Linked DNA regions of Rattus norvegicus: region 2 is linked to region 1. The links are chromatin contacts, called in public Hi-C maps. All regions are on one chromosome and are shown on one strand. The core of a region is the stretch at or near the end of the contact, and the rest is flanking DNA. Distances in the headings are between cores, read along the strand shown.

Region 1 (3,998 bases), core at 853-3,352:
ACCCCGTTTATCTTCCACCCTCTTCCTCAACTCTCAAGAGTTGGAACTTGGGGAGGGAGACTTGCCCTTCCCGCCTCCCAAATGGCTTGAACCCTCGGCACCCAGGAGCCCTGCATCCTACACGGTCTCACCTTTCATGCTCCGGTCCCCTTTCACGCGGGTCCCGCGCTAGCCTCTATCCCGCCCTACTGTGCCCCGCCCCAAAGCTGGGACGCGCTGTCCGCTCTTCACCCTCCCCCTCAGCCCCGCCCGCCCGGACTCAGAGCAGGAGAAGCTGCCAGAACCGAGCGGGCTACAGCGAACCCGGAGACAGCCCGGAGCCTATCCGCAGTCCCAGGCTGGGACGACCAGAAGCTAAGGTTAGATCCCAGAACATTTCTCTTGGCCCATGGAAGTGGGTGCTCCCAGGGAGAGGGCTCTAGGGGTGGGGACAGTGGGGAAAGGGTGGGCCTCCTTTTCTTCGGAATGGGAATGGTAGCCTCGTGCACCTCCAATCTTTCCCCAGAGATTAAAAGGGACCTTGCTAAGGCGGGAGCTAAGCACACCAACATTTTGAGAAACCAGGGTCAACTGGTCCTGAGAACGTTGAGTGACCTAGTTTGTTTGGGCCTAGAGGGTTTCTTGGCACCAGTGAGCGCATCATGCCAAGGAGACTTTGTTGGTCTTCAGTATACAGTTACTCCCTGGGTCTTCTGGTTGGAATCTCTGGCTTTAACTCATCTCCCTCTCCTTCCCACCTCGGGGCCAACAGAATTCTAAGACTCTGATTTGGGGAAAATGACCATGTGGACAAGAAACAGACAAACTTGTAACTCTCCCAGATCTGCCACTGCCTGGGGCTTCATTGTCCTGGAGTTGAGCCTTCATTTCCAGATTGTTTGGGAAGTTACCACACCCAAGTGGCTGTGTAAACTGTTAAGGGCTACCTACTCAGAGAGAGGTTATTGGCATGGCCACTCTCCTGAGTTTGTCCCCACAGTCTATCCTGAAAGCCTACAGGGTGTTAGGGATGGAATGATGTATCTACGTTTGGAGTCCAGGCTCCTGAAGACTTGATTGGAAGGGAAAGGAGGTCAAACTATTTGGATTAGGGAAGCACAACCATGGCCCGTCACTCTACCACCCCCAACACACCAGCTTCTGTTCTCTAGATCCCAGCTCCAAAGAACTTCTAGATAGATGGAATCCTGAGTTGGGCTGGGCAGGGTTTTCACACTTGTCTAGTAGGAGATGGGGGGGTGGGTGGGTGAGGTCACCTGCTGGGTTCTCATCTTCAACTAGATAGCACATTCAGGTGCCCTGGCTGCAGATGGGGCTTTCTCTGAGCACGTGTCTTTCACCATCCTGCCTCCAATCTTCAGGCTATCTTTAGGACATCTTCAGTGACATTTTGCCAGAGAAGTCCTGGCTTGAGTCCCCTGCTGCCTCTGTTTACCTGTGGTCCTATGTGTTGGCCTCTGGAAGGCAGGACTGAAACACAAGCCGCTGGTGTGATATTCCATTTGAGTTTTCTAAAAGGAGTCATAGTCACGCCTCAGCCTCTGTCCAATTTGCATTACACCTGTCAGTCTTCTTGGCTTGAATTCAACCTCAACCTCCTGTCAGACTCTGATCATTCTGTGGAGTGAACAGTTCTGGCACACTCCCCACCTTGGCTAGGAGAGGATGATAAGGGTTGGATGAGATAACTGGTTTACCTCAGATCCCACAGAAGATGAACAGCAGATCTGAGACCTTGCCTGAGTCCCTCAGCTTCCTCTTCCCATGCTGGGCTCTGGCTATGGAGCAGCCTCTGTGGGCAGCTGGACCAAAGCAAGGGTGTTCAGATACTCAGACACTAAAGTTCACAAGGGCAGGGTGGTCTTTGTTCTGTTCCTCACTGACTCGAGAGTTGAGGTCAGTTCCGTACATATCGTGTGTTGGTCAGTTATTTATTGAATGAACTAAAGACCTTCCGAGAGAGTGAGTCTCTTTCTTTTTGCTCCCCAAATCCAACTCCCCAGTCTTGATTCTTAGGGGCCTCACCTTATCATGATCCTCTTAAATACCCAGGGTTCATCCTTCTACCTTCTGTTGTTCTAGGACTCTGTTCTGAAGTATTTCAACATTTCATCCCCCATTACTATTTTCATCATGGCAGTCTACTCAGCTGTGGCCTGGATCCTCCTTTTTGGGATGCTGGCTTCTTTGGGTGAGTACAGACTAGAGGAAGAGCTGCATAGGATCAGAGGAACCAAGGTCCTCTGGCCTTTTCCAAAGATGTGTCAATCATTTCTGCATCCCCCACAGATATAGTACCCTGTATATACCAGGCACTTGTTTCTAGTTGTTGAGTAAATGGGCAGACAATAGAATGAAAATGGTTTCTAGTGTGGGTCCCTTTCTCTCTCCTCCGTCTTCTGTCTTGTTTATGAGGTAAGTTCTCCTGACGTGAAATAGGAAAGACTGAATAGACATCTAGGACAATAAAGCTTCCTGGAGTAAAATTGGACCCAAAGCTAAAAAGGACTCACCAATTTTTTTAAAATAAAATGATCTTTGGAACGGGGGATATAATTTTGTGGTAGAGCATTTGCACAGCACATATGAGGTCCTAGGTTTCATCCCCAATGTTGAAAAAATAAAGCACAAAATAAAATAATTTCATCAGAACACAGTATAACCCACAGCAATCCCAGCTTTGGAGGTCTGAGAGCTTTAGAATCAGTGGTTGTCCCCTGTAGTGTAGGGCTCTGAGGAGAGAGGACACATGATATTACAGGTTAGGGTCAAAGGAGCAGGCTTCTGTTTGGGTATGGTAGCTATGCCAGCACTTTGGAGGTAGAGGCAAGAGGATTAATTTAAGGTCATCCTCCGGTATGTGAGTTCAAGGTCAATCTGGGCTACTTAAGACTGTCTCAGAACAAGCACCAACAACAAACCTGAAAGTCTTTTGCACCTTGGGAGATGATAAATGAAGATGACTCTCCTGGTTGGCAATGTCGAGATAGTGATGCGGACTTCACACTTCTCCCTTGCTAACGCCACGCACATTTCAGTTCATTCCAGTACTCTCCCTCCTCGAGGCTTCATTTTCTCTCCCAGTTTGTGCCTCTTATCCCCAAGACAGACTCTCTCCAAAGGTTACTGCCCTTGGCCTGCTACTGTTCATCTTATTTTGGAGGTCGTGTGTGTGTGTGTGTGTGTGTGTGTGTGTGTGTGTGTGTGTGTGTGTGTCCTACTGCCCTAGATCCTAGCCAGGTGAAGTCATTTTCCTTCTTGATGAGTGTCTGTATGTGTCATACATCACCCACATCTTGAAAATCCTGTCTTTGGTCTGAGGACATTCAGAGCAATGGGGCCCCTTTTGCTTTATTCTGTTTTCTCAGGTGAGTAGAAAAGAAATCTAGCTGTGTTTTAGGGGAACGTGTCTGGCTGGTCACCTAATCTACTGGCCAAGAGGATTCTAGATCCTGCCTTCTTGTCCTGCTTCCTCAGTAACCTCTCCCCCTCCCCCAACAGCTGAGGGTTCCTCTTGAGCTGTGAGTTTTTAGAGTAGCATCATAGACAGGAATTGGGGTTGGAGAGAAGACTCAGCAGTTAAGAGCACTGGCTGTCCAGAGGACCTGGGTTCAATTCCCAGTACTGACACGGCAGCACATAACTGTCCATAACTCCAGTTCTGAGGGATCAGTAGTCCTCTTCTGGACATCATGTGTTACTTAGACATACATGCATGCAAAACACCCATTCACATAAAATAAATAAATCTTAAAAAAAAAAAAAAGAAAAAGAACAGGAATGAGATGAGTGACAAGATGTTCCAAAGGAGGATGGAATAACGTCATTCACAGGATCAGTCCTTGGTCTCACCCAAGAAACTGGCAAAGAGACCAAGGTAGAGTAGCAGTAACACGCCCCTGCCTCGGGGCTCTGCTTAGTAGGAAAGGCCAAGCCCCTCTTCCCATTGCCCCTGCCCAGTGATGGGTCACGGAATGACTTGTCCTTCCCAGTTATAG
Region 2 (3,998 bases), core at 637-3,136, 34 kb after region 1:
TAGTAAGTTATAGACTAGAGCAACATAAAGGGCCATTCTAAGGCAGGAAGACAGTAAAGGAGGAAGGATGAAGGGCACAGAGATTTGCCAACTCTGAAGCCTAAGTTCATCCACTAAACAGAAGAGCCCAATAATACACTATACACTATACACTCAGGGCTACACTTACCGTTGCTACTAAGCCAGCTCTTTTCCTGGATGTGGGACTAATTTTTATGGTGAACAGTGAGTGGGCTGACCACAGATATCATATTCACCAAGCTGTCCCTCATTTGAACATTGGTTTGGCTGGACCTTTTATACCGACCTAGCACTCATAACATTGAGCTAGACTGTGAGCCAGCCCTCACTACACATGGTACAAAATAAATCTTCAGTGTGAACACTGAATGGTCTTTAACAGGACCAAAACACTAGCCTGCACCAGGAGCATGAACCTGGCTATTGTTTTGAATACTGACCCAGCTATAGCAGCAATTGTGTTCCCCTTTGGCTCTTCCTCCTCCAACAGGTGCGAAAGATTGGAGTATTTAGCTGTGGTCCCCCTGGCATGACCAAGAACGTGGAGAAGGCCTGTCAGCTCATCAACAAGCAGGATAGGACTCACTTCTCTCACCATTATGAGAACTTCTAGCCAGCAACTATGCCCACTCTGCCCTGCGAGGACAGCAGGGGCTTTGGCCTGTGCCTCAACCCAGTGCTCTTCCTTTCTGGCCACCTCAGCCTTGGCCCTTCCCACCTGCCAACTTGATCCAGACAGCCATGCTCAGGCATCATATGTGGGCTCAGAGATCTCTAGGGCCAGAGTGTGTCGTGAGCTGAGCTCGGAGAAAGAGCAATGTTTAAGAACTACAGGTTCTGAAGTAGGGGAGGTTTGGGGATGGGACAATGTGAGAGTCGCAAAACTTCAGCAGACAACCTGTCAAGTGTGTGTAGGTAATTGAGTCTGAGTGTAGTATGGATGCTGGCATCTTTGAGTCCTCTTCACTCTGTTCTTCCTGTCTTCAAAATGGTTGGGAGATGTCTAGAGTAGCCAGGGGCCACTTACAGAAAGACCAGCCTAACCGCACAACTGATCTCTCGAACTTTAAAATGTAGTCAGACCCTTCTGTACCCACTAACCTCCTGGAGCAGTGCCCTCCAGACCTCTCTCCCTCTCTTTTGCAAATAAACGGTGTTTCCCTCTTCGGGGGTTTCTTTTTCTTTCTGTCTCAGGTTAGGGTGAAGCTAAGGAAATCATCCACCCAGTGGGCTTTGCCAATGTCTCACTACCGAATAAAAGCGGCAAAGGCTGAATACCCCAATGGAGGTCTCTTCCCTCCTCCTGGGGCGGGGGAGGGTCCCCTTCCTCACGCTGGACTGTGTGAGGCTGCTGATAGCGGTCAGGAAGGACAGAGGAGTCCCAGGGAGCTGCAGTCAGCCTGACTTCCTCCAAGGCATTAGCTATTCTAGCTCTGCCCCAGACAAGGTCTTCTGGGCAACACGAGGAGACAGAAGTCTCCTAACTGCCCCAGGTCTGTTTCCTGATATGCAAAATGGTGAGTTCTCTTCCGGTCACTCAAAAGCAGAGCAACTCTCGGAGAATTTCTGAAAAGCTGCCCAATGCCAAATGATTCCATCTACTCCCTGGTTTCTCAGATCACACACCCTCACTTTGGAGAAACTCCCAACTGAATCAAGGCACACACCAGTGCCGCGGACCTGGGTTGAAGTAAGGGGCCTCAGGTCGTCCTAACAGAACCACCGTCCCGAGGGCGTCTGTCTGGCCCCCACAGAACTTGTCTGTGGAGGAGCGAGAAGACCCGGAACCCACGGGCGTCGGCTGAGGTGCGTGGGGCCCGGCCACCAGAGGGAGCTAAGGGAAAGGGACTCGGCGCGCCTAGTCAGTCAGGCTTGCGCGCGCTTTCCGCGTGGCAGCGCCGCCTTCGTCGTCAGCCAGGCGCGCTGCCTCTTTGTCTCTCGGCGCCTCCCGCGTCCCGGACAAACGGCTTCTGGCGGGAAGCTGTGCTCGCTCGGGAGCAATGGCAGGAGCGACGCAGCCCGGGCAGCCCCCGCCCTGCGTTTGCAGCGGGGGGAGACGTTTGGTCAAAGGAAAGCGAGTGGATGCTCGGAAAGTGCTTTTCGCAGGCGGCCGGCGTCGGCTCCAGCGCCGATTTATAGTCTGGCTCGCTCCCCGCCCCCTCCCGTCAGTCTCTGGGCGGCGCCGGCTGCCGCGGTTCTGCCTGGCCGAGCTTCTGGCTGGGAGCCCGGGCGGGCACTCTGGGGACAGGGGCTGGGGGACCGAAGAGGGAAGGGGCGGAGGGTGGGTCGTGCGGGAGGTCGCCACTTCCTCCCTAGTGTCTGACCGGGGCGGGAAGATCCTTTCCTCCTCAGGCTTTCCTCTGTTCCCAGCTCCACACAGCCCCTTTATTCCAAGGCCCATGATTCCCTCCCCTTTATAATAAATTAAGGAATCTTCAGCGCCTACTAGATCCTAGGACAAGGGGAAGCCAAGTTTCTGACATCATGTCCTTAGCAAGAACCGCAGCCCTCGTGCAGGTGACAAGGGCTGGGTCCAGGTCTATCATACTGCCCTGGTCTCACATCTACAGAGTCCGGATGGCCACAGGGTAGAGCAGGGACATGTGTTCCGCTCCCTTAATGGGCAGCTTTCGGCTGGCATAGTGGTGCACGATTTCAGGGACGCTGCTGAAGGGTGGGCTGTTCTGGCCCAGCACATACTTGTGTTCCTTGGTCCGAGACAGCTTCATGTGCATGAAGCCCTGACTGCTCCTAGGAAGAGAAAGGGATCCTGGTGACCAGGGGTTCCTCCTAGTGCCCTACCACCCTCCCAGCAAGTGTGGTTCCAAAGCCAGCTTCAAGTGGGAAGTGGCTAGGGAAGGGATGGTGAGGAGGAGAGGGTTGAGTAGGTAGCATGAGGCACTGGCTTTGTGGTGAGGACATTGGGTGTGCCAAGAATGTGTGTGTGGTGAGTATACAGGGTGTGTGCTGGTAGAGAGAGCAGTGACCTCCACCCTCCAATTCTGTGATCCTAGCCCATCAGCCTCTGGCTAAGGCCAGTTTAACCCTACCTGGTTTTTTGAGACAGATTCATGTAGGTCAGGCTAGCCTCTGTCTCTACCTCTTAATTACAGGTGTGTGCCAGTTTATGGGGTGCTGAACACAGAACCCAGGGCTTTGTACATTCTAGCAAGCACCTTACCAACTGAACTGCAGCCCTGCCTTATGCTCAGCGCCCCTTCTTGAGATTTATGGCCACACCAGTTTTTGGGTCTTACACCACGTCAAGCCCTCTCAGTCCGTCCAGCCAGCCCTTAGGCCTAGAGTGACAGCATCTGGAGACTCTGTTAGCTTTACCTACCCAGAGTGATAGAAAAAGGAACTACAGTGTGGAGGTGAGGCAAGGCGAGAGGGGATGGGAGTCCCCCATCCTGGAGTCTGATTGAAGCAGAGAAGAAAGCTGCTGCAGAGACTTAATCTTCCTTTCAGTACAGAGTTTGTGTGGAGCAGGTCTTAGGGCCTGGATGTGTATGGCCTTGGAGAGGGGCTTATTCTTTTTCCTATACTGTAGTTTGGCTGAAAAGTGGGGGGGGGGGCAGGGAGAGGGGCCTGTTTACAGCAAAGCGGTCCCACCTTCCTGTGTTCCTGTGCATTAAACTTTATCTCGGTGATAGTAATTCTATCGAGAGCATGAAACAGTAACTTCAGACCCAACCCATATCGGATGTGGCTATGGTGAAAACAAAAAGTGACAGAACATGAGGCTGCACCCTCTCCCCTCAGGAGCTGTGCTCACATCCGACTGTATCTTATTACCTTCTGACCACGTCTTTTTCTCATAGTCCTCATGCTTCACTATAAACTAAACTAATTTTAATAAAAACCTCCACGTTTGCCTCATAAATCCATCTGCTAGTCCTGAAACTCTTCTTCAGGCCACCAATCCTGGTTGAGATCCCTAAAACCTTGTGGGGGAAACTCATGTTGTTGAGGACGAC

What was found. Hi-C and Micro-C count contacts between places; a contact is called where the count stands out from the background.
Region 2: a contact with region 1 is called in a Hi-C map of Schwann cells, with 2.9 times the contacts expected there. The contact joins the enhancer-like site here to the promoter of Duox1 in region 1. A contact is called at or near these places in 3 of 12 Hi-C or Micro-C datasets (Schwann cells, kidney and liver).

What each region holds. Positions count from the first base shown.
Region 1 is chr3:129,713,894-129,717,891 of GRCr8, forward strand. It overlaps Duox1 (dual oxidase 1), which reads left to right and starts at 2,103. Exons shown (of 33, transcript NM_153739.2): 1 at 2,103-2,191. The coding sequence starts at 2,134. It overlaps Duoxa1 (dual oxidase maturation factor 1), which reads right to left and starts at 113. Exons shown (of 8, transcript NM_001107767.1): 1 at 1-113.
Region 2 is chr3:129,748,000-129,751,997 of GRCr8, forward strand. Duox1 (dual oxidase 1) reads left to right here. Exons shown (of 33, transcript NM_153739.2): 33 at 512-1,162. The coding sequence ends at 634. Shf (Src homology 2 domain containing F) reads right to left here. Exons shown (of 4, transcript XM_039106536.2): 4 at 1,904-2,772. The coding sequence ends at 2,747. Among named protein-coding and RNA genes, the nearest start is that of Shf, 20 kb to the right of the region's middle. Within about 2 kb of position 1,887, at least 45 of the 93 cell types and tissues checked have an H3K27ac peak or open chromatin away from gene starts, as enhancers often do. A contact at or near this core is called in Schwann cells and liver, where this site is marked.